Regions from separate parts of the Sus scrofa genome. Here region 1 is linked to region 2. A link is a contact called in public Hi-C data. All regions are on one chromosome and are shown on one strand. Each heading gives the region's core, a stretch centred on a gene start, on an enhancer-like site or on the middle of the called end of the contact. The rest is flanking DNA. Distances are from core to core; before and after follow the strand shown. Region 1 has its middle 620 kb from the start of COL12A1. Region 2 has its middle 370 kb from the start of COL12A1.

What was found. A called contact is a pair of places that touch in the nucleus more often than the background predicts.
Region 1: a contact with region 2 is called in a Hi-C map of embryonic fibroblasts, with 1.9 times the contacts expected there. The contact joins two enhancer-like sites. A contact is called at or near these places in 4 of 47 Hi-C or Micro-C datasets (adipocytes, embryonic fibroblasts and fibroblasts).

Annotation. Positions count from the first base shown.
Region 1 is chr1:91,358,856-91,364,254 of Sscrofa11.1, reverse strand. No RefSeq gene overlaps it. Among named protein-coding and RNA genes, the nearest start is that of COL12A1, 620 kb to the right of the region's middle. Within about 2 kb of position 1,869, at least 7 of the 83 cell types and tissues checked have an H3K27ac peak or open chromatin away from gene starts, as enhancers often do. A contact at or near this core is called in embryonic fibroblasts, where this site is marked.
Region 2 is chr1:91,111,149-91,116,077 of Sscrofa11.1, reverse strand. No RefSeq gene overlaps it. Among named protein-coding and RNA genes, the nearest start is that of COL12A1, 370 kb to the right of the region's middle. Within about 2 kb of position 1,562, at least 4 of the 83 cell types and tissues checked have an H3K27ac peak or open chromatin away from gene starts, as enhancers often do. A contact at or near this core is called in embryonic fibroblasts, where this site is marked.

The sequences.
Region 1 (5,399 bases), core at 620-3,119, 250 kb before region 2:
GGGGTCCACCGTGTCCAGATTGTGTGAAGCCTTGACCACCCCTAGTGAGTGAGATATACCCCCAGACCCAAAACCCAGCTTATATTTCTGGTGGTGACACATTTCATTTGACTGTATTCTCTGTCTGACTCCCTGTCTACATGTTCCAGAAAAGGAACATTTTTACCAAATCCATTCATTTATTGAGCCACCTGGCAAGGTTGCACCCCTGTGGGCTGTTTATTGCTTTTTCTTGAAACAGGTATTCCTCACCTGTTCTGCAAGTCATTTCATACATTCCTTGGAAATTGTCAGTAAATTATCTCAATATGATCTTACTCTTCCCGTTAAGGACTACTACTTGAACCCAGGCTTTTCTTTTTATCTCCACTGCAAACTGGTGAAGCGTGTATCTTTGTTTTATTATTTTCTCCTCCAGATTTACCCATGAAGAATTTGAAATAGTTACAACAAGAATACCCACATCTATAACAATATACTTAAATATTTACAGGCTGTTCTGAGGACAACAACTTGATTCTATTACAGCAACTTCTGGAAGTTGGATATTTCCACACAGAAGGATACATGCATTGTATGGAAGGGGAAAGACTCATCAGTAGTGTTTCACAAAACCAGAGAATATCAAAGGAAAAGTCATCTTGGAAGATATCTAGTCCAACCCCCTAGTTCCATGAATGAGTAAATGGAGACCTTCATCCTCAGGTAGGATGTGAAAAGGAAAGCTCCTTTGCTCAGCTTTGCTCTCATGGGACCCAGTAATACATGCCCCTTGGAAGGGAGTGGGTGATCCCATAGATCTACCCATTATTCCATGATTCTCCCTTTAGGATTTTGACATTATGCAAATTAAAAAAATATCTCTGGGGAGTTCCCATTGTGGCACAGAGGAAACAAATCTGAGAGTATTCATGAGGCCTTGCCTTGCTCAGTGGCTTAAGGATCCATGGCGTTGTCATGAGCTGTGGTCACAGATGCGGCTTGGATCTGGTGTTGCTGTGGCTGTGATTAGGTTAGCAATTACAGCTCCAATTCTGCCCCTAACCTGGGAATTTCCATATGCCCCAGGTGTGGCCCTAAAAAGCAAATATGTGTGTGTGTGTGTGTGTGTGTGTGTGTGTGTGTGTGTGTATGTGTGTGTATTGTCAATAATAAAATTACTTTGATAAATTAAAACCATAAAGTGAGTTCCTAGTGATTTTTTACTTCCCAGTGATTTTTCAGTTCCTAGTCAAAAGCCTGGTAAAAACAAGGTCTATTGATGGAAATTCTTGTTTTCTTCATCTTTTTATCCTCCTTCGCCCCTCCCTTCACCCCTAACCCTTGCTGTCCCTCCCTGTTCCTGGCCCCCTTTGAGTCTCCACCCAAGAGGGAAATGTTTCTGGAAGCATGAAAATAAGGAAACTGAGATCAAGGGATTTCTGGAATCGTTGAGTTTCCATCCTTGAGGATTCTTTGCATCTGAGGCAAAACTTCAAATACTAAATGATACACTGAAAATTACACTGACAGAACTGAAGGGCATGTTTGCACTAAATGAAAAGCACACATCTCTCAAGCATGTAGCTTATTTGGCTTCATTCCTCAGACCAAGCTCATACTGTTTTGGGGCCTAAATGTGCATCAGCTTCCAGCCAGCCTGTGCCAGCCCACGTCTACATTCCTCCCAGGAGTTCAGGCACCGGGACATTTTCATGCTCACGTCCATCATTTACGTGTTCTCCTGGTATTGCTCCTGGTAGTGGAAAAGATCAGCATATTATTCGGGTTACTTGGAAAGCAAATTCTCCTTAATAAGTATTCTATTACATGTACTATGTGAGACCAGGGGACTCGCGGACTTTTTTCCCCTGTTCTCCCTGAGTCATCGTGTCTGGCATTTCACAAAACATTCCAGAAGGCAAGACCAGGAGGAACCGCAACAGTAGCAGAAGCAATTCCTGGGAAGGAAACGCCTTTGCTTGAGGGAAAGGGAGAAAAAGATTGAGAAAAAAAAAGGAAGGGGGCAGAGGAAGGGGAAGTCACACTGTCAGCAACTCAAAAATAAAGAAAATAGGTTAATCGTTACTGTAGTCACCACTTTGTAGGCTTGTTCCAACAACTCATAAGTGAGACACAGGGAGAAGGATACCAATTCAAGAAAAAATTTAGAAACAAAATCTTAGACTTGATCTTGATCTTGGTCTGTTTTCAACCTCAGTATACTGGGTACTGGGGTTCTATTTAAGGACAGGCCAAGAAGATCTAGGACACGTCAGATTGGTTCTGTGTGTTATGTGTATGAGAGAGAGAGCTTCCAAGTTTAAGCTTTAGTCTTTGTAACTGGGGGATAATATTCTGACCTCAGTCTAAGAATTTTGCTGCTGTTGTTAAGGGCATTTTTACAAATCCCACTTTCCTTTTCAAATCTAAAAAGGATGCTAGCCTCAAAATTTCTGTTAATCTAGGAGATATTAACCTAGTTTTTAAAGAAAAATCAAGTGACTTTTCTCTCACCTACCAAGCAAAGCTACCATTACTTAAATAGCAGAATGTCTAACTAAAAGGCCTGTCATAACAGAAACAAAGGCACAGAGTTTGTAAATATATCTAAGGTAATTATTGAGTTATTGCGCTGATGGTGGGTATTGGTAGCCCAGACGGGGAAGGTAAAAGGTAGTGTGAGGAACAGGGAGCAGAGGCACATTCTCCAGCTTTTCCATGCTCCCCAAAGATGTCCAAGAATTGCATATATGGGCCAAAATATTTTTAAGATTATTTTTTGGACATTTTTCTGACCTTTTATTTCTACATTTTGAGAGTCACAAAGATAGCGGTTAGAATTTCACCTACTTTATACTACATACCCTTTGTATAAAAATAATATCACCTTGTAGCAAAGCAGACAAAAGTCTGGAATTTGCTCCAGTCAAAGTGCTTAAATGACAGCGTTGCCTGCAACATTTTAGATTAAGGTCAGTGAAGGGCAGGTAACTTCATGCACTGGCTTTACTGATTCCCACAGTGGAACATTCTGGGATTGCAGCTGTCCCGCAGCAGCCCCAGTAAAATAATTGTGTTCTTCTCTGAAAATCTCCCAGACATTTGGAGCCCAAGGGCAAAAGGACCTGGTAACTGAAAGCTCTCAAGTAGGTGAGGAGCCAGAACCAAGGACATGCTCCCAGCCTTAATGGGAGTTTATTCATATGTTTATATTGCAGTGTGTGAGGTTAAAGAAGTTAATAAAGTTTCAAGAGGAGGGTGTATGCTATGCTATGCTCTGGCTTTCTACCAAAAGAGAGTAGAGTGTTGTTGAGTCTTTAAGCCTAACACTCAACCATCCTAGAACTGAGAGACAGAAATGTTTGATCTGCAAATGACCTCTGGGCTGAGTTAATTCCCCCCCCCTCCAGCCCTTAACGGGAGAGGGAGAAGGGGAGGGAGAACATTGCAGCCGGGGTGGGTTCATTGCGGTGGGGGGTTGGGGGCAGTAACCTGCTTCCATTCTTCTGAGCAAAGCTCTGCTTTCTTCTGTGGCAGAAGAGAGTTAGGAGTTTTTAATGGAAAAGTTGTAACTAATTTTCAGCAAGAGGCTGGAAAAGCTTCGCTGGGACCCTACTGGGAGTTGATAAAATGCTCAACTTTGACAGAGTTCATCGTTATTTATAACTAAAGTAGCTCAGATAACAGGTCCTCAAAACTCAGTGGCTCAAGATAATAAGAATTTAGCTAGCAATTGAGCTGGATTAAGCAGGGGCACCTTGGGTGCATCAGCTCTGCTCCCATCAGCAGGCTGGCCCGTGTATAGCTCACAGGGATGGTAGAGGCACACGATAACAAATGGTAACAAATAAGTGATAACAAATACACACTTGTTAGTCTTCTGCTGGTTTGCTAACATCCTATTAGCCAAAGGCAGTCACATGGCCAGCCATGGCAAAGGGCACAGGTAAAAAGTGGGTAACAAGTTTGAGATATCAGCGTAGCTTCCATCCTATGTAGACACCAAGCAGCTCGTGAGCCCTCAGCTTTCCCAGAGTGATAAAATGCTGGTGTAAGAGAGACAGCACTAAGAGGTGAAGGGTCTGGAAAGAAAAATGCTTTTAGTAGAATTAGCAGAGCTTTTGGCCAAGCAGGAGCAAACCATGAAGATAAGTGTGAAATCAGCTGGTATTGTGATTGGCCGGGCACCAGCACCTGGGCTTGCTGTGGGGCATAAAGGAAACATATTTTTTCTTTGAGGCTACTGTATATCTCCAGCCATGCTAGGAAAATTCATATTTATTATTCACTTAACCTTAGAACACTTCTAATGTTTCAGTGTAATTATTATTTCCATTTTATAAAGGAAGAAAAGGAGTAAGGGTGTATTTCTTCAAATCTCAGCGCGAGCAAGTGGTGGAATTGCCTTTTTCTGATGTCAAGGCTCATACACACTGCCCTGAAACTGGTACCCTCAGGTCCTGCCTTATTCTTTAGCTATCTCTTTCTGTCACAGTTTTCCTTTATTTCCAACATTTGGCAGAAACTCTTGTACCTATTGCTCCATTTGCTTATTGTTCATTCATCAGAGAATAGTAGAGCTAGGAGGTTTAAGAGGGGTGGAGATGGCCTGGTTCAAATCATAATTCTTCTATTTTTCCTAATCTGTGTGATGTTCATAAGCTACTATCTTTGTGCTTCATTTTCCTCATTAGGAAAGTAGTGATTATGACAATAAGAGCATGCATCCTGTAAAGTAGTTGCGAGGATAAAATGCATTTATATTCAAAGAACGTGAAGAAGAGTGCTCAGCATTCAATACATAAGGAGAAAATCTGAACTGCTATTGTTACTGTTCTTCAACCAAGTGGATTCTGGCTTCTGTCCTTGTCATTCCATGGACGTGTTTGCATCAAATGATATCCAGGTTCTTAGGATCATCAGATACAGTTATGAACTTGTGTTCATCCTGCCCAGTTTCGGTGCATCTCTTTGCCCAGTTCCCCATGTTCACTTTACGAAGTTCTCTTAGCCTCGCAGCACTTCTTTTTCCTGTGCATGCTCTTGAGATACTCGCGGTTGTGCCCTTGTGAGTTGTAGACCAATGTATCCACCTGCTTGTGAATGTCTCTCCGGATACCTCAGTCTATGCATGTCCAACACAGAGCTTACTGTGCTCACTTCCTGTATCCTACTTCTTCTTCCCACCTGCCCTCCTTGATGAGTAGCTGACTGGGTCCCCATGCCCCAACGTTGAGATCATTCCAGATTGCATCCTTTCATCTAATCTCACACTAACTTCTTTGTAGTTTCCCTCACAACCAGTTCTCAGTGAACACCCTTCTCTCGATTCCAGATGTCACTTATTTGGTTAAAACCCTAATCACTTCTCACTTGAATTTCTGCAACATCTTCCTCATGGACCTCCTCCCCTACAC
Region 2 (4,929 bases), core at 313-2,812:
CAGAGGTTCATTCTCTAACAGTGATCTTCAGTCTTAGCTTAAACTAGGCATTGATGCTAATGCCCAAACTTCTAGCATCTGGCCAAAATGTATATTTGGTTACCTCTTTAAACAGTTCTAATCTATAAAAACTTCGACTCATCCATTAAAAAAAATCTTGACTACAAAAGCAAAATTAAGAATTAATTAAATACTGCTTTAACATTTTTATTTTTTCAAAAGCATGATATTATAGTATCCTTATGTTTTATGTTATCTTATTATTTTTATGTTTAACATGTTTATATCCTTTTATTATGTTTTATACGTGTATATGTTTCCTTTAGATAATTAAGAAGATAACAGAATGAATTTTTAAGGCCTGGAGTATTTTTATGTAGTTAATCCAAACTCATTTTATACATGAGGCAAGCAAAGCATAAAGCCACTTGCTGATTTGCCCACGCAAGTTTCTATCATTGTTATAAAAATTTTCTCTAGTATATTTTTCTCAATAAACCATTCAAAGTAAACTAAGTTAAATGTTTTCACAATAAAAGATAGTAAAAGCTTTGTCCTGTCTTCCACATTTCCAAAAACAAAAAAAAGAGAGAGAGAATTTCTTTCACAACTTTTCAACAAAAACTTTAACACTTTTTGATCAAATAATTAATAATATGCATAGTTTTCCTGAAAAAAAATAAGTTATTTCTCAGGTGATACTGTAATAACAAAGTGAAACTAAGAAAGAAGCATCTGAATAAAATATTGAATGTTTGAACTTTAAAGTGTATTGACTAAATAGTACATAAAAGACTTTTAGTTTCTGTTTTTTTCCCAAAAGGAACCTATAGGATTTGTGCAGTTTGGATCTGACATACAATTCAACAGAGTATGAGTACAAGCCAAATTACATTTATTCTTTCTTTTCTTGAAATCTAATTGTGAAAATTTGTACACACTTAACACCCTGGATGAAAGCTTTTTGGGTGGTGAATACTACTTGACTCTCATTTTGATTACATTTCTAATGTACCTGCTTTCAAAATTTATAATAACCCAATCCAGTTTCAACATTTTTTTCCAGAAAGGCTTTTATACTCTATATTTTTTATAAACTATAAACTATAAGTCATGTACTCACCTTCCTAAACTTGATTTCCTCTTTTCCCACTACTTCATTTCTCAGAAAGAGAAAATAAAACTGATGTGACACTTTAATATTAACCTCAGCTATGTCGGCAAGAGTGTAGTAATGTGATTTTTGTTTTGAGGTTTCTTTTTTTTCCATTTGGAATGTGGAACGTTAGTTCATGCCTCAATTTTGTCCAGACTTAAATGCCCCTTCTCTATTTTATATGTCTTGTAAGGACCCACAGAGTCTGAGAATGTGACGGAGGAGGCTTCCACGTCTGAGAATGTGACAGGGAACAGATGATATCTATTTTTAAATCTTCAAAATGCTTATAGTAGCCAAAGCCTGGAAACTAGAAGTGAATTATATCATTGTTGGCCTTCACCTAACACCCACTTATCCTTTCCCACTTGTGGCCACTTGGATACTGTCTTGCCATTTCTGTGCTTCCTGCAATGTCGTCAGAGGCCACCATCACTTCCTCATTCATTCTCTGACCACTTGCTAGCACAATACTCTGACTAAATGATAACCTAGTGGCTGGAAAGAGTTATGATAGATTTCTAAAGGCCAAACTAAATTCCATTCAGTAAAGTCACTGAATGGTGTCTTTGTGAGTTAGAATAGTTATACAACAGCCATAGGAATGAAGACTAATGAAATCTAATAGAGTAGAAGACTGGAGCCTCACCCTTTGGAGAGGTAAGCTTTTACCCCTTTAAATGACACTGATGCATGAGAAATAAACTGAATATATTACAACGACTCCTTTTCTAGATGTATTCCCAGTGGATTCCTCATCCAAAATTCAGTCTAACTAAATATGTGTTTACTGAACACTTTTTACACAAAAGACTCTGTGCTTAGCAACTTTTCTCTGTCAGACTCTATAAGAAGAAAGGGATACCATGCATTCTCCTTACTGGGATCTTAGTTTAATAAGGAAAACAGACACAGACAACACTATGAGACACTGACAACACTATGAGAAAAGGGCTGTATTGGGAACATGACCAGAATGAGCTCAGACCCCAAAAGGAGGTGCCAATCCAGGCTGAAGATCAAAGCGGATACTTTCAGGAGTTCCCTCCATGGCTCAGTGGTTTACAGACCCGACTAGTATCCATGAGGACGTGGGTTCAATCCCTGGCCTTGCTCAGTGGATTAATCTGGTGTTGCCATGAGCTGTCGCGTAGGTCACAACGAGGCTCCAATCGCAAGTGGCTGTGGCTGTGGTGTAGGCTGGCTCTGATTTGACCCCTAGCCTGGGAACCTCCATATGCTGCAGGTGCAGCCCTGAAAAATGACAAAAAAAAGTGAATACTTTCAAAAGAAATGCTTGGTAGATAACAATGGGTGGATGACAAAAGGAGCGTGAGATAAGAATATTTTAGGCAAGAGAAACAACACAGATGAAGGTATTTAACAAAGCATGGTACTCTAAGGAACCACAAATTGTTTGGTGTGCTAGGAGTACATAAGAAGGTGTGAGATGAAAGGAGCTAGGGAGATAATATCACAGAATAATATTTTGAAGGATTCTTGTATTACCAGTCTAATAGTAATAGTAATAATACTACTAATAATATTTTTTTTATTACAGGCAATGAGGAGCCATTGAATTAGTGAATCACTTAACCAGGGAAAAGAAGAGACTTTCATTTAAAAAATAATTTCTGGAAGCAGTATGAGGGGTAAGTTAAAGTTGTAAACTAAAGCAATGGTTGTGGAAATGAGAAAAGTTTAGAAGTTGTTTAGAAGGGCTATATCAGCCTTGATACAATGTAATTGGAAAAAGAAGCAAGTTAGGGAGGAGAATAATAAAGGCAAGTCAGGGAGTGTTTGGGGGGGGGTTGCTTGCTTTTGAGGGCCACACCCAAGGCATAAGGTTAAGGGTCAGCTTGGAGCTGCAGCTGCCAGCCTACACCACAGCCACAGCAACATCATATCCGAGCCATGTCTGCGACATATACCACAGCTCACTGCAACACCAGATCCTTAACCCATTGAGTGAGGCCAGGGATCAAACCTGCAACCACATGGTTACTGGGCAGATTCCTTTCCACTGCACCCAAATAGGAACTCATAGGGAGGGTTCTGATGAAAGTAACTTTGAGATACCTGAAAGACATCCAGGAGACGGTGACAGTAATTAATTATACATGTATATGCCAATAATGAAGCTCAGGGAAGTGTTGTGGACTAGAAAGTGATATCATGGGCTATTGAACATAACTCGCACTTCATCAAAATATCTGAAAGATAAACAAAGCACCGGTAAGTGAGTAGTTAACCCAAGGATGCTCCTTTCCCGAGACTTTCACTGATGATGACTTTTGTTCAACCACCCCTCTTGGACTCTCTGACTGAGCTTTTAAAGATGAGTAGAGTCCAGCTTCTGTTCTCAAGTGCTCAGAGGTGGGAAAAGTTGAGAACAAACAACAGAATTTGAAGAATAAATAATAGAGGCACACTACAATGGTTGTCTAGAGTGTAATTTATCTTTCCGAAGAGACAGTCATAAGGAGACAATGTGACAGAAAGCTTCACATAAGAAGCAACACATAAGAAAAGTCTGAACTATCTTTCAATGAGAATTTTAAAAAGAAGTATCATATTACAGAGTTGAATGTTTTATGTAGTGAGACTCTAGATAGTTCAATAATCCTAGATCACAGACCAGAGGGTTTTAAAAAAAAAAAAAAGAAAGAAAAAGGAAGAATGGCTAAAGATGATATGAGGGTTAGTTTTTGTGTTTGCTTATTTTGAGTTTTCATTTTTAAATGATTAAGCCACAGTTTCTCAAATTCAGCATTATTGAATTGTCGGGCTAGATAATTTTTGCTGGGGGAGATGCCCTGTGTGCTATAGAAAGTCCATCCATATCCTTGGCTTCTACACACCAGATACTAGTGGAACCCTAACACCCATTTATGACAATGGAAAATGTCTCCAGACAGTGCAAACATCACAGGGTGGGATTCACAACCCACTAGAGAACCACTGGGTTAAGTTACCCACACTTCCAATTTCCCACATCACATATAAAAGACAATAATTAAAAGGTCCATGTGCCTGTCCTGCATTTTTGTATCCTGAAGTTTTTTCCAACACATTAAAATTATATTAATATCTGAATCAGGGATCACTGGAGTCATCATTTTCTTTAAAATCTGAACTAGAGCCACCTTATGCTTCTCTTCTCTGATTATTACTACCTGATTAAAATTAGCAATATCTATGTCTTACTTCCTTCTTTTTATTTCTATTATTTTCCATTTTTTTCATAATGAAATTATCTAGCATTACACTACCTTATAGTGTTCAGAATTGTTTTGCAAAAGAGAAACAATTAGGCCTGTTCAGTGGTTGTGAAGAAAAGGAATTAGAAATTTGTGGTTGACAAAAACTTGGACATAAGAAAAAATAAAGAAGTGAACATAGTACCTAAGAAAACAAGCTATACTAGAGAACAGGAGGAAGGGAGAGAAGGAGGGGAGGGGAGGAGAGAGGAAAAGGGCCTCCTTAATAGAAACAATCTTTTTTTCTCTCTCTTTTTCTTTCAAGAAGCCCATTAAGCCTTCAGAAAAAGAATGATTCATTTTTATATACACTTGATATTCTTTAAAAGTCTGTAATTCCATTAGCAATGAAAACATCATAGAATGCACTGGAATGCTGCTACAGTCTCTCAGGCTCAATATCTTGAAATCATTTAACAAAAACAGAGAAATCATGTGCCAGGTTACGAGGTAAACAGGTTCCATCACCATCTTCTCAAACTTTTTGGCACATTTAAACCTCAATATCCTTTC